2 separate regions of the Mus musculus genome follow, and region 2 is linked to region 1. A link is a contact called in public HiCAR-type data. All regions are on one chromosome and are shown on one strand. Each heading gives the region's core, a stretch centred on a gene start, on an enhancer-like site or on the middle of the called end of the contact. The rest is flanking DNA. Distances are from core to core; before and after follow the strand shown.

What was found. HiCAR-type assays count read pairs that join an accessible place to other places.
Region 2: a contact with region 1 is called in a HiCAR-type map of fibro-adipogenic progenitors, with 8 times the contacts expected there. The contact joins two enhancer-like sites. A contact is called at or near these places in 2 of 39 promoter capture datasets (hippocampal neurons and liver), 4 of 15 datasets of contacts at CTCF or cohesin (the NIH/3T3 cell line, hippocampal excitatory neurons, liver and 1 more), 120 of 484 Hi-C or Micro-C datasets (the 3T3-L1 cell line, the AML12 cell line, B cells and 67 more), 11 of 115 datasets of contacts at active chromatin or transcription factors (PVALB interneurons, astrocytes, bone marrow-derived dendritic cells and 7 more) and 1 of 9 other capture datasets (embryonic tail).

The regions. Positions count from the first base shown.
Region 1 is chr3:66,006,482-66,009,181 of GRCm38.p6, forward strand. No RefSeq gene overlaps it. Among named protein-coding and RNA genes, the nearest start is that of Ccnl1, 50 kb to the left of the region's middle. Within about 2 kb of position 1,335, at least 42 of the 459 cell types and tissues checked have an H3K27ac peak or open chromatin away from gene starts, as enhancers often do. A contact at or near this core is called in the C2C12 cell line, fibro-adipogenic progenitors, granulosa cells and 1 more, where this site is marked.
Region 2 is chr3:66,239,229-66,241,928 of GRCm38.p6, forward strand. The region is part of intron 4 of Veph1 (ventricular zone expressed PH domain-containing 1); the gene reads right to left. Among named protein-coding and RNA genes, the nearest start is that of Ptx3, 21 kb to the left of the region's middle. Within about 2 kb of position 1,438, at least 29 of the 459 cell types and tissues checked have an H3K27ac peak or open chromatin away from gene starts, as enhancers often do. A contact at or near this core is called in the C2C12 cell line, fibro-adipogenic progenitors, granulosa cells and 1 more, where this site is marked.

The DNA.
Region 1 (2,700 bases), core at 85-2,584:
TAAGATAGATCAATTACCCTTGAAGCCCCCAACTTTTCCAAAAAGGAACTTGCTAAATGCCACTGGCAAGATCCACCAACTGCATTGGGGACATCTCTAATAGCACTGGAGTAATTGTCTCCCTTAGTCACATCATCAGAGATATATAACCCCTTCCACATATGACAGCCCTTATCTGTGAAGGAAAAGAGAAGAGCCTTAGAGGAGTTTAAATTGTGATTTGTCTGTGTATGTGTTTGGAAGAGGATATTTAAATAAAGACTAGCCTGGAATTTACGATCTTCCTGCCTCAGCCTCCTGAGTGCTGGGATTACACGTGTGTGCTACCATGCCTTGGCACTGATTGTCTCCTAACTGGCAAGTTAATCCTTCTCTCATCTCATTGGATCCTACTATCTTCAAAGGTGGGAATAGGAGGCTGCATGGGAATTTGTATCATTTATAGAAAGATACATTGTTACTATTTTAGTTGAGGTAATCATTGCTACAATAAAACACCATGGCCAAAAACAACTTGGGGAGGAAAGGGTTTATTTGGCTTACAATTCTCCATCACTGCTTATCCCTGAAGGAAGTAAGGACAGGAACTCAAATAGGGCAGGACCAGAAGACAGGAACTGATGCAGAGGTTATGGAAGAAATGTTGCTTACTGGCTACATCCCCATGGCATGTTCAGCCTGCTTTCTTATAGATCACCAGCCCAAGCTGGATACTACAGGCTGAGCCTTCTCCAGCCATCACTAATTAAGAGAAGACCCCATAGAACTGCCTATAACTTGATCTTATAGATCTGTTCTAAACTGAGGTTCCCCCTTCACGGATGACTTTGACTTGTGTTAAGTTGACATAAACCCAGCCAGCACAGCTGCCATCCTCTGCCATCCTCTTGGTGTACTAGTTACAATGTTTCATAAAATCTTATCATGAGTGTTTTTGTATCTCCATCTCATCATAGTGCCTGGGTGGGAAGAGAAAGAGGCTGAAAACTGGTGTTTGAATGGGAGAAAGGAAGGGGAGATAAAAAGAGACATTTAAGGTGCTGAAGAAGGAAGGAAGGAGTAGTTAGAACAGGGTGTGTGTGCAGAAGGAAGTGGGGGAGGAGAGAACTGAGGACACACTGGGGCAAAGCAGCTTGCTTCCAGCCTTGTCTTTGGAAGAACTAGTGGAGTTAGGAGGCACCTCAGAAAGTCTACTCCAGGTCAGGCCAGGAGACACCTGCCATATCTCCTCAGGAGTCCTCTCAGGGAATCCATCTCCATTCCACCCTTTTGGACTTGCTTTCCCATGTTCATTCTGTGCTTCAGTGTTCCCAAGCTGGCTTCAAGTGGTCACATGAGTCATACTCTAGTCATCCAGGCTACAAGTTGCCAGATTCCCATTATCATGAAGTTTGTTTTGAGTCTAGTTTCTTGTGTTGAAATTGACAACATCCCTGCTGGTTCCACGGGTGAGGAGTTTGTCCCTGGCTCCTCAATACTTTTGTAAATTGAAATTTATTATGAATCAGCCTCTAGTTCTATTGTTTTCTTTCTAGGTGGTATAACACCCATTTCTTTTCTCTTTTCTCATTAATTGTCAGTCCTCCTACATGTTTTAACCACCTTTAGCCTTTCCTGGGATTTGTCACTTCTGGCTTCAGTTAACTAGCAAACACCACAAGTGGCTGGTGTAAGTGTCCATGAGTCAGGCTCTACCTCACCACGTTCCATTTCTTTCTTCAGACAATTTACTTCATTAAACAGAAAGCCAACCTCTAGTTATAATGATTTCAGCCACCTCCCAGTTTATTTGTCTTCAGATTTAGGCCTCACTGCCTTTTGCAATACATTGGCTAGACATCAGTGTTCCAAGCTTGTTTAAACTCTAGGGTTTCAATATCTGCAGAATCGATCAGTGGTGGCTTGAATACTGTGTAGTCATGACTTGCTACGGTTGTGTGTGCACTAAACTTGTGTAGACATTTCTTCATCATTATTCTCTAAAGAATACAGTATAATGGATGACTTCTATTGCATTAGCTATTAGAAGGAACCTGAGGATAATTTAAAGTAGGCAGGAGGAGGTACATAGATTCTGTTCAAACACCACAGCATTTAATGTCTGGGGCTTGAGCATCTGTGGCCTCTGGACTCCACAGGGGTCCTGGAACCCGTCTCCTGTGGCTACTCTGGAATAGCTGTGCTTACAAGTTTGGTTTATTAAAATGTGTAGTGTGTGTATTTACTTAAAATGAGAGCACTTTGAGACCATCATAAATGCCTATTTTGGTTGATTTCTTGCCTAATGAGGCATTATATAAAAAAATGCTGAACATTCCATTCAACCATGTGGGACACACTAGGAATTCTGAAGGATTGAATTTCAGAACTAGGCAGTGGGAAAATGTCATAGAATTATGAGAAGTAGGAAATGGTAAGTTTATATTTTTTTGGGATTTTTTTTTCTATGTGGAGAAGTAGGGGAGACAGTTTCTGAATTTCTCATATGCACTGCCTCTTCTGTCAAATTCTGTAGGTTACCCATATGTAGATTTGAAAGTAGTGGTTTCTCTTTGTTACTTAATTCTATTTTTTTTTCCCCTGAGACGATGTGTCAAAGTGGATCTGGAATTCTGCAGCCTCTGAGTGATGGCATTACAGGCATGCTAAGCCTGGCTTGGAAGTGGTGTCTCTTTCTCTTATTTCCCCTCTCTTTCAAAA
Region 2 (2,700 bases), core at 188-2,687, 230 kb after region 1:
AAGGCAGGCTTCTACTCACTCGCTATCAAATGTCCTCTTAATCAGGTAAGGAAGTTCTCAACATTTTCTAGTTTGATTTGTAATCCTATAAGACATGTTTACCCACATCATAATCCTCCTCCTGCTCAGGTGTTTACTGTTGGGTAATTCAAATAGGAAACTATTTTGTATTCCTGGGACAAATCCAACTGGGTCATTATGCACTTTATAAAATGGGTTAGCAACAGTTCCTCAGCCACAGAATACTTGGAGGAACAGTATGAGTCAATAGGAAAGCTCTAGTCGGCACTCAGGAAATGTTACATAGTTTCCTCCAAGCCTTGCTAGAGTGTTTTCCTTATGTGTTTATTCCTGCTGTGAACATCTATGCCCGTGACTAAGATGAATGTCTGTTTTCCTTTCTGATAATGCCCCATGTCTGGTGTTGGTTTGTGGATATACCAGACTTGCAGAATTAGATGGAACATATACTTCCTTATCAATTATCTGGAAAATTAAGATAAGATTCTAATCATCTACTCATTGTATTATTTGTTAACACTTTCCAACAGAGCTGTCAAGACAGAGTTTTTCCTGGTGGCAGAATTAAAGACATTAGTGTAACTGACTTGCTGCTATTCAATTTTGCTCGTCCTTAGCATCCAATCATTCAACACTCTCCACCTTTAATTCTTCTTCCAAAAAGAGGATCTTTTTACAGTTCTTCTTCTTCTTATGAAAATTCATTAGATATGAAAATAAGAAAAAAGTTGCAAAGCTTGGCTTGGGATTATTCAAACATTTTCCTTTAGGGGTAAATATACAATCCCATTTCATATGATTTCTCATAATTGAATTATAAATATAGGAGGAGGAATTTGATTTGCAAAATAATATAATTTTGAAAAACAGAATCAATGAACTGTTATGAGCCAAGTCTAAATAAGGGTAGACAGCACCAGCAACCAAGGCCTTGGACCTCATATGCTCAACCATTGAGTTGGAGTTTTAAAGACAATAGTGGCATTGTCCAAGAAATTTATAATTGATAAGAACTTTGGAATAACTGCGGACACATTGAAATGCAAGTCTTGGCCTGGAAAAGCATTGAGCTGAATCCCATGGGAGAGAAAACAGTAAGTTAAACTGTAAGTACTATGTAAAGCTTAAAAGATCAATTTAAAACCAAAGAAATTACTGAATATATAAAATAACTTTTTTTTTTAAGAAAACTTTTGGAGACAGTAGCCGAAGATGAGATCAGTAGAAATTAAAGACTCAATTGTGTGGCTAGCTGGCTCAAAGGTTGCATTAAGCTTCTAAACAGGGAGGGACATTCATCAAGTTCTCATGGAGACAGACCTTACATATTATGATCAGCCATGAACTACACACTGCATAGTGTGCTGACAAGAAAACCAGAATTCAGTCCACAGGGAAGGGACCAGAGTGCATCTTGCAAAGTGACTCAGAATTAGGTAATCTTTGGCTGAGTCACAGTGAGCTAACAGAGAACCTGCTTGTTATGACTGGAGAAGGAAACAGCTGTGAGAAATGATACTCCATCTTTGAAAGCTCATCACACCAAAGAGGCTCAAGAGGAAGGCTTTGGCTAAAAGCAAAAGGCCACAAGAAGAAAACATCTATGTCATGATATGAACCAAATATTCCAGCAATATGTGGGTTTGCCCAAGAACACTCCAGCTCTCCTGGCACTAAAGGTACACAAATATATGCAGGCTGTTGTGATTGTTACCATCAGCATCTTAGCTAATATTTATCTAACTAAGCTGTTAGATAAATGCCATTGTCTGAATATCTCAGTTTATACATAAAAATGCAAGCACAACCAATATGCAGGGGAGCTGGGACTGCATAGTAGAGGTGGCTCTGGGGTGAAGTGTCAGGGTTCTAGTCAGCTGCTCATGTACAAAATGACAAAGTGGAGATTGGTGGCTTCCACGTAATCCCTGTTCATTCACACAGCTGCCTGCACATCCTCTGAGACCCACTACATCCTAACTCCACACTCATGTGGTTCTGCTGCAGCCCACGGCCATTTCCTTTCTTTTCTGATCTCAACAGACAACTAATATACACTATTTGCCTGCAAACAGGATGCATCAGTTCCGAACCAGGTTGCCAGAGTTGGCCTGGAAACAAAAAATGTGATTGGATACAGACTTTGTGTAATTGGTTTTCATAATGATGTGAACTGGATGGCGTGAAGGCCCATGCTTCAGGACATAAAATAAAGCATAATAAAGCATAATAAAGCATAATAAAGCGATACACCAGAAAGGTGCAGAGCTGCAACTTTTGGGACCACCACTGAGGCCTGAGGCAGGTCAACGGGAAATCTGATCTACTCATGGACTTCCAGTCACGGGCCAACAAAGAGTTGCACCTCTTCTTTCTCTCTACACTCCCCACCCCATCGTCTTCCTTTTAATTTCTCTCTTCTTCCTCCTCTTTTTCATCCTCACCATCCTCCTTTTTTTCCTTCATCCTCCTCTTCTTCCCCTTTATGTTTCTCCCCACTTCCTTTTCCTTTTCTTTTCTCCTCCCTTCTTTGTCTTCTTCCATCTCCTCTTTTCCTCCTCCTCTTCCTGTCTCCTTCTCCCTCCTTTTCTTTATCCTCTCCATCATGTCACATATATCAAGGTCTTCTGTTACTTAAGGTGTTACTGTCCAGTACAATGGGATAATAGGATTTCTGCT